Regions from separate parts of the Sus scrofa genome. Here region 2 is linked to region 1. A link is a contact called in public Hi-C data. All regions are on one chromosome and are shown on one strand. The core of a region is the stretch at or near the end of the contact, and the rest is flanking DNA. Distances in the headings are between cores, read along the strand shown.

The links. Hi-C and Micro-C count contacts between places; a contact is called where the count stands out from the background.
Region 2: a contact with region 1 is called in a Hi-C map of alveolar macrophages, with 1.6 times the contacts expected there. The contact joins the promoter of LYN here to the enhancer-like site in region 1. A contact is called at or near these places in 2 of 5 promoter capture datasets (fetal liver and liver), 9 of 47 Hi-C or Micro-C datasets (alveolar macrophages, blood, liver and 2 more) and 2 of 2 datasets of contacts at active chromatin or transcription factors (alveolar macrophages and skeletal muscle).

The regions. Positions count from the first base shown.
Region 1 is chr4:75,850,289-75,855,474 of Sscrofa11.1, forward strand. LYN (tyrosine-protein kinase Lyn) reads right to left here. Exons shown (of 13, transcript XM_021089363.1): 2 at 27-100. The coding sequence starts at 95. Among named protein-coding and RNA genes, the nearest start is that of LYN, 51 kb to the right of the region's middle. Within about 2 kb of position 2,088, at least 46 of the 83 cell types and tissues checked have an H3K27ac peak or open chromatin away from gene starts, as enhancers often do. A contact at or near this core is called in alveolar macrophages, fetal liver, liver and 2 more, where this site is marked.
Region 2 is chr4:75,900,944-75,906,129 of Sscrofa11.1, forward strand. It overlaps LYN (tyrosine-protein kinase Lyn), which reads right to left and starts at 2,767. Exons shown (of 13, transcript XM_021089363.1): 1 at 2,497-2,767.

The DNA of each region.
Region 1 (5,186 bases), core at 838-3,337:
TAAATAGTGCGGTCAGTATTACGTACTGGTTGAGTCTTCAAATCTACTCCATCGTCATTCAGATTGTCTTTCCTTTTTGATTTTATACATCCCATAGTTCCTGTTGGAACAGAAAAGTAACGGCATTGTTTTACCATTCTAGAACTGGCTCCAAGCCACCAAAATCCCTCCATTAACGAAGAGCAAAAAGAACATACTTTGATTTTTTCATCACAGATGGTTTCACAAACTCAAAAGGGGATGCTGTTCACAAATCAGCTGCTTGTTCATGCATGCACGCATTCATTCATTCGACAACTATGGAGAATCAATTCTATGTCTGCAAGACATAATTCCTGCTCTAAAGACACTCCTAATCTTGTGGCGAAGACGTGTGAATGAAAATTACACTACAATGTGGCAAGTCAATGATGAGAGGATGCACAGGACAGAGGAAAGGACGTGGAACCGAGGCAAGAGGAAAAGGATGTCAGGGAAGCATCTGGAAGGAAATGCTCTGTGATTCAAAATGCGGGTGATGTCAGCTGGGTGGCAAAGGCAGCAACGAGATTCTGGGAAGAAGGAACTTCATGTGCAAAGTATTGGCCCTGAGCTCACACGGCCCCTTCAGGGAATTAGTTTAAGCCGATCCCTTCAGGGAACAAGTAAGGAAGTCCAGGAGGAGGGCTGGAGAGGAGGCACAGCTGAAAGCCAAGGCCACCTTGCAAGGTGAAGTGAGAGGCCTGGGGCTTCAAGGGCGAGCATGATTAAGAGCCAGAAGGCACAGAGCCAGGCGCCAGCCCAATGTGGCTTGGGGCCTGGGGAACAGAGGTGGCCTTCACCTAGACTGAAAATAAAAGAGGGGACTAGGATGTGGGAGAAAAGATGTTTACAGGAACCCCCAAACAATCACAGCCAGTAGTCTTCCCAGTAAGACTTGTGAGTGAGGACACCAGGAGAGATGGTGGAGCTGGGGGGCACAAACAGGTGCCATCAGACGGCCATGCCTGTGACTGAGGCTTCAGGGGAGAGCCAGCCTCAGAAGATGGCTAGTGCTCAGCCAGCAAGGACGTAATCACGCTTCCAAATGATAACTCTTCTTTGTTCACTCCGTTAGGACTGGGATGCATAGAACACCCCCCAAAGCACTCTGGAGACTAAAGAGGGGGTCACAGCACTGAAATAGCACAGGACTCTGGCCTCACACTACAGCCTTGGGGTCAAATGTATACATTTAAAAAGAAACAAAATCTATTAGGAGCTCCATCAGAGGGTCCTAGAGGGCCCGTTCCCAAACCTGAAAGAACACCAGAATGCCCTGGGCTCATGGAACAGAGTCCTGGGACACGGGCCAGGAAGTTCTCCCGCACCAGGCATCCCTCCGGGGGTGGGGTGGGAGGTGCTCCCCCGCTGATGGGTGTCATTCTGAAGCACTGCCAGTGGGGACCCTGGCCTAGAACTTCAGAGAGATGGTTTCACACAGGGAAGGCGAGTGGTGGGAATTCGCCACACCTCCTGGAGGAGGAACTGTTCTAGGAAACCTCAGGACCACTTGTCTGTCACCCTCTGCACTGTTTTCCCAGCTCATCCTGCCCCTAGTCCCGTTTAGTTCCCCAGGCTTCCAGGAGGACTTCGATCTGCGCCTTGTTTATCTTTTCCTGGGTTGACGTAGGGAGCCTCTAAGGACAGTCACACCTCTTTCTGAAACTAGCGAGCTGTAGTTCCCAAAATAAAGGGGAAGCAAGTAGTTCTTTGACTCAAAACAGCACTTTTTTTTTTTTTTTTTTTCATGTGCTAAAGTTTCTGTAATGGAGGTGGGTTTTCTAGCTGATCTGTAAATAAACAGGGGTGTTCTTTTCTGGCCAGTCCCACCCATCTCCACCCCTCAGGAAAGCTGGGTTTAAATCATCGCCATTGAAACGGTGCTGCAGAACCAAGAGAACGAGGTGGCGCAAAAACCATCCGGTACGGACCCTGGAAGGCACCCTGAGCTCCCAGGGGAGGAGCCCCGAGGGTCCTCAGGACGCACGCGCGCGCCCGGCCTGCGCGCTCCCCCGCCCACGACGCACGCGGGTCAGGTCTGCGCGCTCCCCGGGCCAGACGCACGCGCACCGGCTTGGGACAGCCCCTTTTTTTCCCGGGCCCTCGCGCGCGCTCTCTATCCCTTTCCAGCTCTGTCTTTTTTCAGATCTGGACACAAATGTTACCTCCCCAGACAGATCTTCACCAAGCTCCCCTCTGCCCACTTTTCACGCTTCACTCTCGTGTTTCTTATTAGGACCGACATTCCGTTACGTGTGGGTTTATTTAAGGTCAGCTCCCCAGGTGGACCATAGCGGAAGGGCCAGCCCCAAGCCTGCTTCTTCCCTGTAATGTTCCCAGCACCTCCACCAGTGCCGACAGAGAGCAGATGCTCTGGGAGTGCTCACGACAAGAATGCAAGGACTGTGCGCTCGGCTGCTGCCCTGAATGAATGGGCGTGGGTGGGAGGAGGACGTGGCTGGATCACTGGGGGAATCCGAATATGTGTAGACAGGATCCTGGACCTTGTGTGTGTTATAGGCGTGATGAAGGCACCGCGGTCATGCGGGAGAATGTCCACATTTGAGGAGATGCAGGCGAGGCGGATTAGGGATGGGGGCTCTGGGAGTGTGCAACTTTCAACACCTCCACCCAAAAGGAAAAGGGAGGGGGAGATGGAGAGTAGAGACGAATGTGGCAAAACAGTAAGAAATTAGTGCATCTGGGTAAGGATAGTCTTTCTTTTTCCTATACATTTGAAATTTTCAAAATAAAAAGTTGGAAGGGGAGAAAATAAGAAGATAGTATGAACAATTTATGCAAAAACAGTTTTTCCCCAAATATTAGGAACCCATGTAGTGCATGCACACATGCGTGTGTGAAGGCAGCAGATGAGGTTAGAAGAGCACTTGGCAGGTGTTATATGGAGGGGAGTCATTGAGCCAGACCTGTGAAGGGTGATGGAGATGGTTCAGGGGCAGCAGCCATGGGAAGGAAGACAGAGAATGAAAATGAAAAGCAGGTGGATGTGGGAGGGATGGTAAAATCTGCAGATGATCATTTTTTTATGCCTATTTCATCATTTCCCGTCCCCCATCACCATGGATAACTGAAAACCAGGTGTATGTCCTGTTTTCCTCTAGAGGAAAGCAGCAGGACAGGGCTCCCCATGGAGTTAGTGGCCTCTCTCTGCCCTGGCACTGAGCTTTGAATTTGGGGCACTGTGTGCAAACACTTCAGCAAAAAAGCTCAAAGAGCACTCCCCTTGTAGCATGGGATAAACACCACCAGCTCACACCAGGTCCTCAATTCTTTAGCTGTGCAAAGGTATCAGAAAAGCACAAAACACAATGCACCCCAAAAAAAACAGAACAGTTACATGATTTCGACGATTTCGACTGATAGGAGCTGTGCTTTACCATGACTCACACCTTAGTATTTTTCAATTAAGCATCTGTAATTTTCTGAGCATCTCATTTAATCCTCAAAGGAACTCCAAGACCCAGGTATTATTAACCCCACATTACAGAGGTGTAAACTGAGGCATGAGGTGAACTGGCTCAAAGTCACAGCACTAGTGAAGGGTGGACTCACACAGCTTTGGCCTAAAGCCTGCGCATTTTTTCCCCTTTGGCCAAAGAATGGCTATTTTGAAACTTGTAGGTTGTTGTTTTTTTTTTTTTTTAATTAATGATGCTACAGAGATTGTTTTTATAGCCTGCTTCTTTCTCAGAAGGATTCAAAATGCTTTTTACAAAAATAATAATAATAATAATAACATTAATTAAGAAGCTGGAAACAGAAAACTAAGGGCAGGGAAAAGCAGAGAAAGAAAAGTGGAACCTGATGGGTAGTAGATTTGCCCAAGTGGCTTCCTGGCAGGAAGGGTCGGAGGGCAGCCTGTGTCACAGGGCTTTCACCAGAAAAGAGGAAGCTGACCTGTTCTCCCCAGAAAGGGAAGCCTCGGCCTAAGAATCCTAAAGTTTCTTACGATGAGTTTGACTTAAGAGTGCTGTTGACGATGTGTGTGGCAATGTCTTTTTTTTTTTTTTTTTTATGAACACTAAATGAAGGCACATTTTACATGCAGAGACTCTGGGTTAATCACAGTAATACCTGAGGGTCTGACAGGCAAATATACCCCTGGGATGCTCATGACATAAGCTCAGCTAGATAGTCTAATGAGACAGACAGCTGAGAAACCCTCTATCACAAGGAGACATCCGCCAACACATCCAGAAAAGGAGGTGAGTGGCTTTTCCACCCTGGGACAAATACTGGTTAGCAACACCTCATCCTCATTTAACAGCAGGAGAATGCTAAATTCCTTCAAAAAAGAAAAACCTAAACAGACTCAGTTGTTAAAGAATCCGACCAGGAACCACGAGGTTGTGGGTTCAATTCCTGGCCTTGCTCAGTGGGTTAAGGATCCGGCGTTGCCGTGAGCTGTGGTGTAGGTCGCAGGCATGGCTCGGATCCCATGTTGCTGTGGCTCTGGTGTAGGCTGGCAGCAACAGCTCCAATTCAACCCCCAGCCTTGGAACCTCCATATGCAGCCAAAGAAATGGCAAAAAAAGAAAAAAAAAGACTTCTTGTTTATCATCTGGTAAGACCGGGTAATGTCCCACAGTTAACCACCTGCTCAGCCAAGAAAGAGCTATCCACCTGAAATTCCACTTCTGGAGATGTGTTCTTCTTTTTTTTTTCTTCTCCAGTCTCACTGAGATATAAGTGACATATAACATTGGGTAAGTGTAGGGTGTACAATGGGGTGATTTGATCTACGTAGATATTGTGAAATGATTACCTCAAAACAGTTAACATATCCATCACTTCACATACTTGGGGGGGTTGTCTGTTTTTATGGTGAGGATTTGTTTTTCAGACACACTTGTACCCGGCACAAGAATGTTCATACTTAGATTATTACAGGCAGATACACCCCAGATGCCCATCAACAGTGGAGGTTTCATTAAATTAAGCTGAACTGACACACTATGAGAATAAGATGGGTTAAAAAGAGAGATGTGTGTAATTTGATGTTCTTGACCACCAATCATTACTGATTGAAATATATATATATATTTAATGTGTACAGAAAAAAATGTCTTAAAGGACACCTATCACCGTCTTGGTTACGTTCTAAAGTCCACTTGTAGGTACAAGATCCTATGCAGAAATTTTCT
Region 2 (5,186 bases), core at 1,517-4,016, 51 kb after region 1:
GGGTATCAACACCATCACTGCCAGAAAGAGCCCAAGAAAAAGGGCTGAGGCAGTCTCTGCCATCAGTGTGTCACTGATCAATGTCCCACCTAATGGCTGTGATGACCTTTCCATGTCAACACTATCCATGCCTGAAGACACAGGTCACTGAGGTCAGCACTCTGAGTGGGCCGTATCCATGGACCCTGCCGGGGACATGTACCTCTTCCTATTTATACAGATTTTAAATTTAAATATGGGCTTGTGTGTGGATAATACGGTTTAACTTTGTCCATTACAACCCCATATATTCATAGGAACCAACAGGCATCTCATGTTTCAGTGATTCCTTTTTGAGTACAAATATGATGGAACTAAAAGGCTGTGAAAGTCATTGAATCACAACACTGCTCAACCACTTTTCTGCTAAGAGTATGTCATGGCCCAGGGCGGGGCACAGGTATTATATGTTCTCCACAAACCTTTCCAACACCAATGACTGTAAGATAAAGTCTGGCTACATCTTGGACTTCGCAGATGTAGGCTTTGCGGCTGTACCTGGTGCCCCACATGAAGGCTTCTTTCCCACTGATACAGCACAGTTACCAGTCCTAAGTGGAGATGCCCAAGGGAAACGTTGACACTGGGATAACTGGAGGGTCAAAGAAGTCTTTCCAATCCCATTTCAGAATCTGGGATGGAGAGGGCCAGCAGGCTGCTGATGCCTCAGGGGCCAGCCGTGTTCCTTGGCCTCACACAGGGCCAGGCTCAGAGCAGAGCTTCATTCCTTCTTCCAAGCCATCTAGACCTCGTGACAGGCACCAGGGCTTGTGTTTTGGACAAGCCAGACAGAACTGTTTTCACTGAGAGTTCACTGTAGTGAAATACAAGCTATACAGACATGGGCAAATCATACTATGACTCTAGTTACTGCTGTGAAGGAAATGGTGGCAAAATAAATGGCCCGAGTAATTTATCTCAAATCACAGCTTCGGTAAATGGTGAAAGAGACTCAGACTCGGGTTTCCTGGCTCCGTTTTCTCTTCCTTTACATCCGCTTCCCTCTATCCTTCACTCGGGAAGAGGGTTACCCAACTCTGCATCCAAAAACACTCAGGCACCAAAAACCCCTTGTGATCAAGATACATTTCTTCAAGTCTCAAAGCGCTGACGTCCTTACTTCTAAATGAGAACCAGGAACTACGTGGGTCCCACTTTTTCCCAGCAGAGCTCACCTTATCCAGGAGGGCTCTGAGGACTTCAGTGCCTATTCCCCTCTGCTCCGCTGTGGGGAGAGAATGCCCTGGCCCTCAGGAACCTCTGCCTGGGCGCCCTCTGGGGTAGCCAAGACATTACAAGTAAGTCAGACATCCTCATTGGCTGGGTCTTGGGGTGAGTCAGACTCCTGGGCCCTGCCCTGGGTCAGCAAATCTCTGGTGCATTTATTATGCAGATTTACTAGTAAGGTCAGGTGGGGCTAAATGGGACCAGCAGCCTTTGGTTTAAAACAACCAATCTGCCAAGAACCAGGGAACCTCGTTTTCACGGACACAATTATTTGCAATAATAACGGCACCGTCTATGGAATACCTGGGGACTTTACCTGCAATAAATAGCGCAGAAGGTGGCTATGTTCTCCTAAAGATGAGAAAATCCAAGCCGAGAATTTTAATAACAGGCCCAAGCTCACAGGTAGCTAGCAAACTATGAAGCCCTTATTCCACTCGAGTTTATGTGATGGCAAAGAAGTTGGGTGGATTTGGGTAATTAAGACAGACAGACGATCACACACACACACACACACACCCGCGACCACGCCGGCTATTAAATGGAATATGACAAACGCTCAGTATCGCGAAGACACCGCAGGCAGCCTAGATAACACAGGAAAGAGGGAACTGCCGCGCGCACCCCTCCCCCAAGGCGAAGGAAAGGCAACCCCTGAATTCTTAAAATAACTCTCGCTTCCTCTCGGCCTCCAGAGGCTGGGGACTGCGGCTCCGCTGGCCGGGAGGCGCCGGGCTCAGCGGGAGGGTGCGCACCGCCTCCCCCGCAGCCCCAGGAGGTCACGCTCAGGCCCAGGCACCGGGGAGCCAGCCGCCCGCGGGCCTGGGAGAGGGCCTGGACCGAGTCGCATCGCTCACCTCGGAGGACCCGAGAATGTGAGGGGACGGCAGACTGTGCCTGCGAGGACTTCCCCGTGGGATCCCCGCCGCGCGCCCGCCTGGTGCGGAGAGGGGGGCTCCCCCGCCGCGCGCCGGGAGCGGCCCGAGCGGGGACAGCATCCGGCCCCCGGGGCGGCGCCGGAGGGACCCGCGGTGCGCCAGCCCGCACCCCACGCCACGCCCCTGAGCCCGGGGCGGAGGAGACACCTGCGGAGCCGCCCGCGCCAGCGGCCTCGATCCTAGGTGCCCCGCCAGCGGAAGGCACCTGGGTGGCCTCCGCGTCCGGCCGCGCGCCCTCCCCCGCTCCCCCGGCCCGCGCCCACCCTCCCTCCGCCTCGCGCCTGGGACTCACCAGCTCCGGGTGCAAGTCGCGGGGCGGCGGCGGCGGCGCTCCACGGTGGCCGCGGTCAGAGCTGGGGGCGCGACGGGGCGGCCCGGCGGGGCGGGAGCGGAGGCGCGCGGCTCAGAGTGCGGGCTCGGGGCCCGGGGTGGCGCGGCCGCCCCGCCTGCCGCGGGCTGGAGGCTGAGCGCGTCCGGCCCGGAGGCGCCACGGCCAGGAGCGAGTGGCGGCGGAGGCCCGGAGCGGCGGCGGAGGAACTGGCCGTCGCCGAGCCCGGCCGGGAGGTCCCAGCTACTTCCTGGTGCTCGGATTTGCATACCGCGCCTGGAGGGCGGGGAAGTGACCGTTTGGCCCCTGCCCAAGGTTTGGGGCTTCGGTGTGGCTGTCGCGCGGAGCTTTGAAGGCAGAGAAACCTGCGTCCCGGCGCGCAGCTTGGGAGCGTGGAGCCGCCTCGGGCAGACATTCTCCTGCGGAGACAGACAGAAGGATCTTAAAGGAGATCCCCTGGCGCCTGGCGTCCGGGCACGGCGACGAAACCTCTCGCGCCTCCTTTCCTTCCCTTCCAGGCTACCCCCTAGAGTGTTAGGAAGCGCGGTGGGGTGGGGGTTCTGGCAGCAGAGGGGCGCCCTCGGGTCCCCCCAACATTTGGAGTTCTCTAGAGGGAGCATGAGACTTGCCAAGCTGATGGTCTCCTTGAGTTCTTAAGCAATGGATGAGCTCCTTAAGTATGTATTGCGAGGGCCTTCAAGGTATTGATGGGGGTGGGGGTTAAAAGGCCTGGCAGTTACTCGGTTCCCCCAAACGTCAGTTTCCACTGGGAAAAAATGGAGGCAGGGCTACCGGGAGAATGGATGAATCACCGTCTGTAAAGGGATTGCACACTGCCAGGCACACGGGGATGGTCTCTGCATTCTTCCTGCCATCTCTGCATCCCCACCTGGATCACAACAGATTCCTGACCAGTGTTTGCTGAAAGAATGACTTTATCTTCAAGCTCGTGGTCCAGCTCCGTATATGTCACTTACAAACTTAAGACAGAACATCAGTCTCAGGCGCGTGGATGCCCACTTGTTCTAAGCGAGATTCCACGTACTGGGATCCCAGCATTGCCGCCATTGTAAAATTTACATGGAAATGAACAGTCCTCTGTAGGATATTTGGACTTTGTATTAATAAGAGCAAACACTTGGGGTTCCCTGGTGGCTCAGCAGGTTAAGGATCCATGTTGTCCCTGCTGTGGTGGGGGTTGGATCCCTGGCCTGGGAACTTCTGCATGCTTCAGGCATGGCCAAAAAAAAAAAAAAAAAAAAAAGCAAACACCTGCATAGAGCCTATTGGATCCCAGCCTATCAGACTAATGACTTTTTTTTAATGATTTTTATTTTTTCAATTATGGTTGATTTACAGCAGACTGATGACTTTTTATTAACAATGTTCCTAAGAGGCTGGCCCCCGCTTGAGGCTGCAGTCAAGTGTGCCACCTTGTAACATAATCCATAAAGCAGCTAGTCATGTATTACTGGTAACAGGGGACAAAGGTTTGCAAACTACTGCCTTAACAACAACAGGGTAGGTTTGTTCCTATGATGGTCACTGGTATGTAGTTGTTGGTTTCCCGCCGAAGAGGAGGGGTTGGGTTACCTGCTGGAATGTGTCCAGCAAGGGAGTGAAATCTGTCACAGACCCTGTGGAGTAAGTCACTACCTGAGGACCTACTTCCAGGACTTTTCCTCAGAATGACCTCTCAAATATCTGGGCCCTAATTTAAAATATTTACTCTTATCAATGAGTCCTTGGGGTCCTGGCTGAAGGCATCTGGCAAATAAAGACAGGGACACAGAAGGTTTGGTGTTGGCTAATCCACCGAGAAGGTCTCCTCAGAATGTTTTTGCTAAAGTGGCTCTTGGAGTGAGAAACAAAACATCACTAGACAGAGCTGGGCTTGCACCAAGCTCCACCAGTTTTTTTCTGTGCGTATGATAAAAATAAAGCTGTCCAAAGAGATCCCCATTAGTATTTTTACTGATTAATTAAAAAATTTCTTTTGGGAGCACCTGTCATGGCGCAGCGGAAATGAATCCGACCAGGAACCATGAGGTCGCAGATTCAATCCCTGGCCTCGCTCAGTGGGTGAAGGATCCGGCGTTGCCGTGAGCTGTGGTGTAGGTCACAGACACAGCTCAGCTCTGGTGTTGCTGTGGCTGTGGTGTAGACTGGCAGCTGCAGTTCTGATTGGACCCGTAGCCTAGGAAACTCCATAAGCCGTGGGTGCGCCCCTAAAAAGAAAAAAAAAATTATTGAATGAAAGATTCTTTAGGAGTTCCTGTTGTGGTTCAGCAGTAGGGAACCCGACTAGTATCCATGAAGACAAGAGTTCGATCCCTGGCTTCGCTCAGTAGGTTAAGGATCCTGCATTGCTGTGGCTATGGTGTAGGCCAGCAGCTACAGCTTCGATTCGACCCCTAGCCCAGGAACCTCCATATGCCACAGTTGCGGCCCAAAAAAGACTACTGTACTTCACAGTTTTCAAGTTTCACACACAAGATTTCACATATTTATAATAACCCCCCTTTTTTAAAATCCCTTACCGCTGTAATGCCCCTCCCCCAACTCCACTATGTCACTCCTCACATAGGAGCAAACGGGCTTAGCTCATCTCTGTTCAGTTAGAGCACCGAGAGTGTGCAACAGGCACCTTAAAG